Linked DNA regions of Mus musculus: region 2 is linked to region 1. The links are chromatin contacts, called in public Hi-C maps. All regions are on one chromosome and are shown on one strand. Each heading gives the region's core, a stretch centred on a gene start, on an enhancer-like site or on the middle of the called end of the contact. The rest is flanking DNA. Distances are from core to core; before and after follow the strand shown. Region 1 overlaps Bfsp1 (beaded filament structural protein 1, in lens-CP94). Region 2 holds the start of Rbbp9 (retinoblastoma binding protein 9, serine hydrolase).

What was found. Hi-C and Micro-C count contacts between places; a contact is called where the count stands out from the background.
Region 2: a Hi-C map of pro-B cells shows a contact between it and region 1, with 4 times the contacts expected there. The contact joins the promoter of Rbbp9 here to the enhancer-like site in region 1. A contact is called at or near these places in 2 of 39 promoter capture datasets (embryonic stem cells and pre-B cells), 1 of 484 Hi-C or Micro-C datasets (pro-B cells) and 2 of 115 datasets of contacts at active chromatin or transcription factors (large pre-B cells and pro-B cells).

Annotation. Positions count from the first base shown.
Region 1 is chr2:143,835,666-143,841,909 of GRCm38.p6, forward strand. Bfsp1 (beaded filament structural protein 1, in lens-CP94) reads right to left here. Exons shown (of 8, transcript NM_009751.2): 5 at 6,009-6,116. Among named protein-coding and RNA genes, the nearest start is that of Bfsp1, 24 kb to the right of the region's middle. Within about 2 kb of position 3,191, at least 92 of the 459 cell types and tissues checked have an H3K27ac peak or open chromatin away from gene starts, as enhancers often do. A contact at or near this core is called in pre-B cells and pro-B cells, where this site is marked.
Region 2 is chr2:144,548,133-144,554,376 of GRCm38.p6, forward strand. It overlaps Rbbp9 (retinoblastoma binding protein 9, serine hydrolase), which reads right to left and starts at 2,727. Exons shown (of 5, transcript NM_015754.2): 1 at 2,548-2,727; 2 at 972-1,014. The coding sequence starts at 2,646. Gm34292 (a long non-coding RNA gene) reads right to left here. Exons shown (of 1, transcript XR_003953925.1): 1 at 6,243-6,244.

The DNA.
Region 1 (6,244 bases), core at 1,941-4,440:
ATGACTTGCTGACTGTTGTTTCTTGGAAGATGCCCGTGTTTTAAAGGCTAAGCCCTCAGGCACGTCATCCATGCCATGTGTCTCAGGCACTGCCCAACCTTTAACAGGCAGCCAATACTCCATGGCTCCTTAGACCCCATCTATCTTCCTCACTGTCCAAGGAGATGGATCTGTTTATGAAACTAAACTTCTGTCTACACCAATGTGGCTTTTATAGCTCAAAAACATAAACTACGCATCAGAAAAAAATATTCAAGAAAAAACAACCAGCTTCACTTTCGCAAGCTTGGGTGTGGCTAAGGGAAGCCCCAAACGTGCAACATCTCTGCACTGCGATGGGGACTACCAGTCATCACCAGCCCTATCCGGCCCGCACCGGTTAGCAGAGAATGAAACACAGAATCAGGCAGGTGATTCAACCATTGACACTGAATGACCAGCCACATCTCAAAGGCCTGTTCCTGCCACTGCATAAGGAAAGGGAGTTCAAGAAAGAAATTATTCATAAAAGACAGGTACCCTAGGAGCCAGAAGAAAGGAAGAGCAGCCAGGGTTATCTGGAGGGGAGTGTCTAAAGCAGGAGAGAGAGGCGGGAGGAGGGCAGGAGCCACGCGCAAGCGTGCACTTCACACTGTGAGCGAGATGAATGTTCTCTGCTTAGAGCATAGATGGTCTGTCTCTTTCTATCTCTTCAGACAGCAGCGCAGGGCAGCAGGAGTCTTTGCAGGAGCCGATAACTGCCCTTCTGTGCAGTGAAGTCCGGCCTCAGTCCGCTTAAGACCAGAACGCTGTTGGGCGTAAGACCTTTATGTAACAGGAGGAAGAGGCTCTCGGGATCATCCCTAAATCTCAGTGCCATGGCTAAATGCACCGAGTAGGTCACAACTGTCAGTAACTGTGGGACCCAATATGGTGCCTGCCTCCCGGGCTTCTCAGCCTTCCTAATGCTGTGCCCTTCAATACAGTTCCTCCTACTGTGGTGACCCCCTAGCCATAACATTATTTCTGTTGCTGCTTGACAACTGTCATTTTGCTACTGTTATAAATCATAATATAAACATTTTTGGAGATAAAATAGCTGCCAAAGGGGGTTGTAAACCACAGGTTGAGAAGCGCTACCTAGAAAATGGTGAAGAAAATTGAAATCAGGCAGCATACTAAGTATCCTTGTCCCTCCTGTGGCAAGACTAAGGCAAAGATGTGGGCCATAGGCATGTGGCCCTGTGTAAGAACAGTGGCTGTCAGGGCCTGGACCCACCACAATTCTGTCACAGTCAAGTGAGCCATCAGAGGACGGAAGGATCTAAAGACCAATGGGAGCATCACTATTTGAAACCTCTGACAATAAATGGGTTAATTTAGGTAAAGACGATGATGATGATGACGATGACGATGATGATGATATATCCAGCATGTTGGCTTTGTGGGTAAAGTTTCTTGTTACCAAGCCTAACAACCTGAGTCTGAGCCCCAGGGCCCAAACAATAAAAGGAAAAGAATAGACTTGTGAGAGTTGTCTTCTGAACTCCACACATGCATGCACATATATGCACGAGTGAACACACACGAGAGAGAGAGAGAGAGAGAGAGAGAGAGAGAGAGAGAGAGAGAGAGAGAGAGAGGGGGGGGGGGTGTAAATGTCCTGTGTTTTGTTTTGCTTCAGGGATGGTGCCCTGATCAAGCGCTGATGCTGAATCTCACCACTAGATGGCGGTAAAGAACCTTGATGAAAAAGAGGTCAGGGCTCATCCTGTTTGCCAATCAATAAAACCGTTTTCAGGTCCTGTCAAGACACTGAATTGTCTGTCATTCCTTGTCCGCCTGGAAGAAATTAATCCCCAGGGGACTTGGGCACCTGTGTTTGGCTGACTTGAAGGAGAGGCCCCCAGCTCCAATCTCGGGCTCTGTTCTTAGAGGCATGGATCTAATGCCTGTGGAGCCGCCTGGAGGACTTGTTACGACAGGAGTTGCCAGGCCACAGCTGGTCTGGATGTACCCGTGAATCTGCACTTCTGACAAGTTCCCAGATGCTGCTGATGCTGCTGGGCCAGGGAACTTACCCTGAAGGTCCTAACCGGGAGACATTCTGGAAGCATCGAAAACCTTAACCAGCACCACAAAGTAAGTTATTTAAATTAATTAAATTAATCCTAATCACATAAGCCAAGGAGGAGGAGAAGGAGGAGGGGGAGGGGGAGGGGGAGGGGGAGGAGGAGGAGGAGGAAGAGGAGGAGGAGGAGGAGGAAGAAGAAGAAGAAGAAGAAGAAGAAGAAGAAGAAGAAGAAGAAGAAGAAGAAGAAGAAGAAGCAGAAGCAGAAGCAGCAGCAGCAGCTAAGAGGAGAAGTTGGAGGCAGAGGGTTAGACCCAGGACTTTACACACAGCGCTGGCGTGGAATAGCCTTGGGCCAAGGAATGCACAACCTCTTTGACTAAACAGGGTCCTCCCCACTATAGCCTGTCGGAATTGACTTGTACCAACCACACACCCGACACTGTGAGCAAGTTCTCCCATAAGATCCTCCAGCAGGGGCCCAGGTGGACTACACACACACACACACACACACTTTATGCCACCCTGGGAGACCCAGAACAGAGAGACCAACCTGCTTGCCCCACTCCCTGACTTACAGAACAGTGTGAAAATGAGAAAATACGCAGGAGCCACGTCACATACATGGGCTGTGACAACCCGTGAAGGTGGCACACCTGAGGTTCATTAGACCAATTTTTGTTATTTTGTTAGACCAATTTTGTTATGTTCAGTATTTTGTTACTGAACAGTCACCTCTCTGGATCCTAAGAGTCCCAATCAACCAATTATGCCTCTGCTGAAAAATATATATATATGTGTGTGTGTGTGTGTGTGTGTGTGTGTGTGTGTGTGTGTATAACCATGTTTGTCATCATTTCCTAAATAATAAAAAATAAAACTACTTATACCCACTCACACTATCCTGGATGTTATAAGTTGTTGGGGTTGAGTTCAAGGCTATGGGAGAACTTCATAGTTCACATACAAGCACTAAGCACTTTGGAGTCTTGAGCAAGTGTGATTTTCAGTACCTGTGGGGTTGTGAAGACTAATCCCCCTTGGATACTGACAAGCGACTGTACATGCCCTGCAGAGCATCATGGACGTGCACTGGTCCACTTGACCACAGTGTGGAAGCACTGTGCTTTCTGTAGAGGCCATGCTTCCTGTTTGCATTTTGCCTTCGTGCATAGCAGTGGTGTGGCAGCAAGCCATGACTGTATCAGCCAGGACACACCCTACACTCGACAGGGTGCTGTGCTGTAAGGTTGGGGTGTGTAATAGATAAGTGGGCCATATAAAAGCCATGTGCACCTCAGGTTACTTCAGCTTGCTGCAGATTCATCCAGACATGACCCCTCGAGTCAAGGACACTGGATAACATATGGATAACTATCTTTATAGAATTGGCTTGCTTTGAATAATTTTTTTTGCCTTCAACAACATTTTATGAGAAAGGATCCACAAACTTCACCAGACTAATAAAATCTAGGGACAGGGAAGGGAACCTAGAGGAGAAAGTGAGACCCTACCTTAGACACAGAGATAAACTGCTAAGTCTCAGTAGTGTCAGAGGCTGAGAACAGGACCTGACCCAACAGTTATACCTCATGTACTCAGAAACCAGGCCAAGCCTGTTGTTTCCCACCCAATGAACTATAACTAAGAGTTTGAAAAACATGGGTTTCCAGGACCATAACAGGCCTGCACCTGCTTCCTCAGTCCCATGCACACATGCACAATACACACATCCCACATGCAGGCACATGTACCCTACATCAATAGATCACACACTTCCTATACATATCATGGTTTTATAGCCATCAAAAATATGTGTGCACACAAAGAAAGACAAACAGTCTCCCCCCTCCCCCCCCCCCGCAGAACTAAAATTTTCCATGTGAGGCTAGGGCCTTGATCTTTTTAGTATCTAGGGCTGTGTTTTTCAACTTTGTCACCCAGACCACAGGAAGTGACATAGTTCACACCATAGGCCACATCATATGTGTGCATTTGAGCAAATACATGTGTAGTCAAAAATATACAGATACATTTAAGACAAAAGTTTTCCAGGATAAACTTTGTATACTTCTCACTGCCATGCATTCTGTTACTTCTTATTCCCAGCGCCATTGTGTTGCTTTCTTCTAATTTTTTATAAAGACTTATGTATTTACTGTACGTATATGAACACACTGTCACTATCTTCAGACACACCAGAAGAGGGCATCAGATCCCACTACCGATGGTTGTGAGCCACCATGTGGTTGCTGGGAATTGAACTCAGGACCTCTGGAAAAGCAGCCAGTGCTCTTAACCCCTGAGCCATCTCTCCAGCCTGCTTTCTTCCTTTTTTGTACCAGTCAATTCTACTGAATTCATTTTACACCTGGTGAATTTCAAGGAACAATTTGAAAACCACAGTCTCCAGAACCGGGACTGGGCCTACACCCACTTCCTCAGTCACATGTAAAACACTTACACCATACACACATCCCACGTGCATGCACATATGCCCTACACAGATAGATGAATAAGTCATACTTCATATGAACATCACACGCCACACATATACCTGACATTACACACCCCACATATACACATGTATATACACATACATGCACACATGCAGAGCCCACGCACCCTTCACATTACACATGCATGCAATATACATATCATACACACTTTACAATATACTCTACATACATACACAGCAAATACACTCAAATCACCTCATATACTCACACACTACCCACAGACCTTATATACACATATACGACATACACCACACACACTATATACATATCACACACACACACCACATTCTCTACATAAACATTTCTCCATCTCTCCCTTCTCCACTCCCCTCCCTCCCTCAAAAGAAACCACGGTCACTGAGAAGTATCTAGTCCCTGAGGCATGGTTATGTCCTGGGAAGAAGGCATTTTTAAGGCCTGACTCAATTTCTCTCCTGTGATCTTTCACTCAGGGGGCAACCACTGTTCCTTGTTGCCCCCTTGTTGTAGCATTGTCTTCTGGGACTGCTGCACAGTGAGAGCTTTATGAGGGGCCCAGTGGGGATGGAAAACAGGATGTCAGAAATGGTGATTAAATGAGAATCCAGTTAAGTTTTTCCTGATGCCCTGGACTCTGAACAGTAGGCCCTGAGTGTCATGACAACCCAGATGCCCCGGGTTTTACAGTCAGAATTTTAGATCTTTTTCTCGTTTGTTCCTTGAGGGTACCTGTCTACTAAATGCCAATTGATTGGTTTGGGATGTGTGGTTACCCAGCTGTAGGAAGGGCAGCATTTAAGCCCGACATTCAACGTCTCTGTGCCCATCTGCATGGAAATGAGAGCGTGTGAAGCAGTCAGGGCTGTGAACCATGAAACCCACAACTTAAAAGGAAACAGAACTGTGAGCCTCACACTAGCAGACATCTCATGAGAGGCGAACACTGGTACAAGCCAGCCTCCTGCCTCCCTGCGGGCACTCTTCCCAGACCATCATCAATTCCAAAGGAGAGACCACAGGGAGAGGAAAAACAGGGATGCCCAGATTTGAGTGAATATGTGGTTAAAACCCTGGTGTGTGTGTGTGTGTGTGTGTGTGTGTGTGTGTTTTCTAAATGTTAACAGGCTTGACAAAGGCAAAGTGATCCATGATGAGATGTGTTATTTTCCTTGGTAGAAGAGATGTGACTCAATGGAGACAAGAGAAGAGCCACCATGAGGCTGGGTGTCCACGTGTCCCTGTCTCCATCCCTGTCATCCTATGTCCCAGAACTCTTCTTAGCAGAATGCTAAAACACACATTCCGGGAAATCTCAGCCCAGGGCAAAGCAAGGTGTTTGTTCCCCTGCTCAGAATGCTGTGGTGCAGGGCACACGGGTGTGCTGAGTCTGTACACCACAGAACTGGACACCTCTGCCTTCATGTGTCGGTTCAATAAGATACGCCGAAGATGGATCATACCTGGGCCTGCAGCTCAGCTTTCTGTGCCTGCAGGTGGGTGACTGCCTCTCGGCCCTCCTCCAGCTGGTTCTGCAGGGCAGCCACTTCCCGTTCTGTGAACAGCTTCTCCTGCATGAGGAGGCCAGACTGAGATTCAGACAAAGAAGTGCAAAGATAAAAGAGACAATGAAGGAGTAAGAACCCTTCTTTGTATCCCCCCAAGCTCATGTGCCAATCCCCGATCTGCTAAGGCATTG
Region 2 (6,244 bases), core at 1,477-3,976, 710 kb after region 1:
GGGGCAGCCTGTAAGTCTGATGCTGTCCTAGCCTCTCTAAGTTAACAGCTCACAGCTTTTAAATGGAGGCTAAGTAAAAGTGGCTATGTTAGCAGATTCTGTCCTGTGGTTTAGTAGAGTTCTGCTCTCCGCCCCTCCCTTGTACACCTACCATGTTCTTAAAAAACAAAAATACATTACAACTGAAGTGAAGTCTCCCTCCTACCCATTTTTCTTTTGTGAGATAGAGCCTCCTCATTGTGCAGCATAAGCTAGGCAGAAATTTACCGTGTAGCCCAAACCAGAATCCTCTTGCCTTGAGCCCGCGAGTGTCAGGATTAAAGGCATATACCATCATCACTGGCCTCAATGCTGATATTTTAATGTGAAAATTTAAACTTGGCAAACAAATACCCCAGCTGGAGGTACAGCTCAGGGGCTGAGAACTCGCATAGGATGTGTGAGATCCTGGGTTCAGTCCCAGCACCGAGAAAACAAAATGCACAAAAACCACTTGACAACATTCCAAAACCCATATATGAATTCTATGACTTCTTTCCTGAACCAAGTCATGGACGGACTCCTCTCCCCAAAAAGGGCGATCTTATAATTTTAAATACACAGGAACTCTACGAGATACTGTGAGGCTTTATTTTACCTGTTTCACACAGAACACCTAAATCTTGCCTGAAGATGTCTATGGACATTTAAACATGGAAAATACAGTTGCTAGCTTACAAAGTTAAAAGTTAAATTTTACCATTTCCTGGATGCTTTTCTTGTTACTGAAATCGTCTGTGTGTGTGTGTGTGTGTGTGTGTGTGTGTGTGTAGGCTTAGACCCGCCACCTCGAGCTCCCTGCTTTATTTGTTCTTAGCGTTTATTTATTTTGTCCTTTTTCTATGATATTTCTGCTTCCAAGCCCCACCCTGCAAATGGTGAGCTCAAAACCTAACAGATGAGGCTTTTCAAAAAACAAATTTCAGACTTACTTGGGTCAGGCATGTTTTTAGCCAAACACTGGAAACCAGGAATCTGTGACGTAAGGGAGAAGAAAAAGCTATAATAAAGAGCTTAAAAATGTGACATCTGATATGACCTCGCTTAGCTCAGTAAATATTTGCTAATATTATGATGTGAAATAGATTAAGTAGTGTTACAGGGCTTCAGATGAATATACAGTCACATATGATAGTTTTCTATCCAGTTTTGTAGAAGTCCTCAGAGACTGGTTCCTGCACTTGCAATCTGTGCTTATCTCCAAGTCATGTACCTATAGAGAAGACCTAAGTGAACGTGCTAGGGACAGAATGACCTGAGCTGAACACTGTTCCACAGAAAGATGGTCAAAAAGAACAGAGACACCACTGAGGAAGTTGGGCATCCCATCCCACTGGCCATTTTCAGCTTGACCCAAGAGTTGGTAGCTTTGTCCATAACTTTCAGTCACAACCCTGAAGTTTTATTCCAAACAGAATCTTTTCTCCTGAAATTCTATTCTAGAGGCCAAAGCAGGAAACCAATTTCTGGGATATAGAAGAGGGTTTTGTTTTATTAAAAGTTAAGCACAGGCTGGGCAGTGGTGGCGCATGCCTTTAATCCCAGCACTTGGGAGGCAGAGGCAGGCGGATTTCTGAGTTCGAGGCCAGCCTGGTCTACAGAGTGAGTTCCAGGACAGTCAGGGCTACACAGAGAAACCCTGTCTCGAAGAACAAAAACAACAACAACAACAAATAAGTTTTAGGCACAGGACCACCTAAGGTGCAATTATATATTTTATACACACACACACACACACACACACACACACACACACACACACACATTCATTCTATAAAGTTCACAAAGAAACCACATTAAACAATCCGTTGTTTAATGATTATAATCATGGTTGTAAAAAATACTTTTAAGTTTTAAAAGGTGTAGCAAAAAGGCCAGACAAGCAGCCCAGCTGGCCAAGGCATTTGAAGTACAAGCCCAGTGACCTGAGTTCGATTCCCAGAACCTGTGTAAAGGTAAGAAAGAACTAATTCCAAAAATGTCTTCTGACCTCCAGATGTGCCCCTGCACACAATAATTTAAAAAGAAGCAAAATAAACTTCAGAATGTCATAAGGGTGGGGGGACAGGGAGCAGACGGATTATTCAGAAGATACGGGCAATGTTCTTATTTGTCCTGAGAGTGTAGCTCAATTGTACAGGACACACAAAGACACCTTGGGTTGGACAGCACAGGAAAAAAAAAATCTCAGTTTGGTAGTTTATTGTATACTATACAATCCGTTGTTTATATTAAATATCACATAGTGAACTAAAAACAAAGAAATGAATATAAACATAAAATTATCTGGAAAGTCTGGAATCTAAACTGGCAGCCGATGGGGGTGCGGAGGGGGCATTCTCTCTAGTTGTAAAACAGGTTTTCCTTTTAGTGCCAAAACCTGCGCCTTCTGCTTTTTGAGCTGTTCGCTAGGTAGTATACGGACCACATCTGCGAGCCTCGCCTTTCGTTCCCTCTCTCTTCACTCCGAGCCAAGCTGGTTGAAGAGCAGGGGCTAGCATTCCTTACCTGCTCCAGCCCCTTTTTCACCCAGCCGTACCAGCCGTGGGTGGCCACATCCCCGCCTCCGTTCCCGGGAACAATCACTGCCTTGTTGGGGGACGCCATGAATGTAGACGTGGGAGACCCTTGCCCAGCTTGGACCAGCAGCTCTCAGACCAAGACTACATCCGGCCCAGAGCCTGCACTGCGGACTTCTGGGAATTGTAGTTCTTGGATACCTGCAGGCCTACGCATTTTCTGGCTAAAGCACAGGCAGCTAAACTCAAACCCTGTGAATTACCATCAAATATTAATTATCTTTGATTTACCCTTTTCCAGCGTTCTCATACTCCACATCCCTTATGTCCTGGCAACAGTGTGCTCATAATGTGTTATCTTTTTATTAGTTGTACCAATACTTCTTTAAGGAAGGTTTATTTTTTTCAAATGAACTTTCCTTAATTTGTTTAAGACAGTTTCATTACGTAGCCCCTTACTGGCCTGGAGCTGTCTATGTAAACCAGACTGGCCTAGAACTCACAAAGATCTGCCTGCTTTTGTCTCCTGAGTGCTGGCATTAAAGGAGTGTCACCACATTCAGTCAGTGTTGGGTGTCTTCTTTCCTTCATTTCCACATTACATTTGGGTTTTGCGACAAGATCTGTGAATTTGGAGCTCATTGGTTTAGCAAGAGTAGCTAGCCAGTGAGCTTCAGGGACCTCTCTGCTTCCCACTCCATGAATGCTGGACATGAGCTGTGTCTCCAGTGTCCTATGCTATCCACTACCACTGAAGCTCCACTTTCACGGGCTCATGCAACAACCTTTCAGGGCTTCTTGGCAAACAATACAACCGGGTCATATTTTGTTAGTGGTAGCAGCTTTCTAGAATCTGAGAGCAAGCCTCCATGTGCTCTCATTTTACCTATTTATTTATTTTTAAGTAAGGTCTCATTAGGTATGCTGGGCTGGTTTTGAACTCACAGACATCAACTTACCTTATATGCCAATGTGCCTAGCAAATCCCTCTTACTCATATTTGGCATGCTTGCAAGGACAACATCACATGAACAATTAACACCAAGTTCTGGTGCCACACGAATGCAGGCAGACCCTGGTGAGCCATGGTGCCATGTTCCAGCAGTAAACCCTTGAGAGGGGTGGAGGCATTCTCTCCTTTTAAACACATTTGTCCTTTTAGGAGTCGAAACCCTAATGGGTGGAGTCTGATCCTCCGGGCACATTTCTTACTGCCCCAGTGTGGAAGTTTTCCATTAATGGTGTCAATCTCTTTTTAATTAAAGCTGCTTTCTCCCTCTCTCCCTAATCTGCATCTTTTAACATTTTCGTGTTCTCATTCATCCTATACTGCATTTTTACTTCCTCCTGCTAAAAATCTATCATAAGCCACAATAAATGTGATAACAATAGCCATGCCTCAGCCTAGATGTAATGTCATACTCATTTGAAACTTCTTCATCCACACCTGGCCAAGGAACATGGGTTCCCAGTTCCATCGTTGAAGGCATGCAGAAGCCATGACATCCATGGCTCACCAGGGCCTGCCTGCATCTGAGTGGCAGCAGAACTTGGTATTAACTGTTCATGTGACATTGTGGACCGATAGATGGCCCCTATTGAATTTGGTTCAGTTGAGTTTTCGGGACACAGTGAGAACACAGCCATGAATGGTCTTTGCCAGACTCTCACACCAATGACCTCATTTCTCAGCAGTTTTTGCTCCCATCTGAAACGTCATAAGCAGACCTTTTGTTGTTCATGTTTCTATTGGCATTCCAACTTTCCAAAAGTCTCATTGGACGGTCCATTCATCTCTGCCTATAGCTCTCTAATCTCCAGCCTACAGCTTCATATTCTTTTAACATTGTCCCGTAAACAGTTCAGAAAGGCCCAGGAACTACACTGATCATGTTCCTCACGGAACCAACTCACTTCTCAGTACAATATTGTTCTGTGTAGACTTTTATTGTTGCTGTGAGAAAACGTCTGACAGAAAGCAACTTGGGGGATGAAGGGCGTACTTTAGCTCCCAGTTTAGAGAAACATAGTCTATCATAGTGGAAAGGCATGAGGGCTCACAGTTCAGAGTCTATATGCCGTGAAAGACATGGAGGCAGGATGGCTTAGTCTATAGTGTCAGCCACAGAGAAAGGGAAAACCAATACTCATCTGGCCACCTCCTTTCCTCACTTTATTCAGCCTGGACCCCCAACATAGGAGATGGTAGGTCTTCCTTCTTCAGTTAGGCCTGTTTAGAAATGCTATCTTAGGGCTGGCGAGATGGCTCAGTGGGTAAGAGCACTGACTGTTCTTCCAGAGGTCCTGAGTGTAAATCCCAGCAACCACATGGTGCTCACAACCACCCGTAATGAGATCTGATGCCCTCTTGTGGTGTGTCTGAAGTCAGCTTCGGTGTACTTACATATAATAATAAATAAATCTTAAAAAAAAAAAAAGAAATGCTATCTTAGATACATCCATAGTGGTGTTTCCTAGTTGGTTCTAAAATCCAGCTAAGTTGAGAATATTAACCATTACAATATGCTGGGAGTCTGTAAAACATTTTGAAATAGACAAGAGAAATTATATCTCATGGATTGACGGGCTTTTTATGAGATGTGCTGATGTCATCTGAGGGATGTGTACTTTCATACCTGGACTTTACAGCTTGGTAGAGACAGAGATTAACTTTAGAAAGTTGATGGGTACACACACACACAAAACTGATGCCCATAACAAGTCATATAATGCTGTGTGGTAGAGAATATAAGTTTTTATAAATGAGATTTTTCTTTCTTTCTTTTTTAAGATTTATTTATTTATTTATTATATGTAAGTATACTGTAGCTGTCTTCAGACACTCCAGAAGAGGGAGTCAGATCTCCTTACAGATGGTTGTGAGCCACCATGTGGTTGCTGGGATTTGAACTCAGGACCTTCAGAAGATCAATCGGGTGCTCTTACACACTGAGCCATCTCACCAGCCCAAGATTTTCTTAAAACCAATTTGAACATCTTTATTGGTTTCCTCATTAACAGGTGAGTTAAGTAAATTGTTTGGAATATCTTATTTGTATAATATTTCTTTTAAAAACTTTATTGTATCTATTATTATTTTTATTTGTGTGGAAGGTGCATGTGCTATGGCATGGGTGTTAGGATCAAAGGACAACTTTGTGGAAGTGTTTCTCTTCTTTAATAGCCATGTGGGTTCCAGGGATGGTCCTCAGGTCCACAGGCCTAGAGGCAAGCATCTTTATCTGCTGAGCCATCTAGCCATGCTCTACATGTTTTCACTAAGATTCCAGAGAGAACCTGGGTTCACATCACTGAAGAGCATGTTCCAGGCTGTTGAAGCTAAACTGTTTCCTTTCCCTTGGGTCCTAGAAGGTGGACGCTAAGTAGAGGGCACTGCCCCTCTAGCTTTCTTTCTAATGATTTTCAGTTCTTCTTTCTGGTTTACTCATGGCTGGTTAGTTTACTCTCCTCCCACTGATAGTAACAACCACCAGAAATTTTGTTTTACCAGCCATTTGGTAATCTCTTTAAGGGAACTAAAATTTACAGAGATAACCTCCTAAGTAAGAAATGGCAGCAAATCTAGTTTATAGTGCTCTCCGTCTCGGTCATTTATAAGACTGCCACACCAAAGGGGAAGAACAGTGCCTTCTTTTATAGTGCACCAAACTTTAATCTTTCTGATT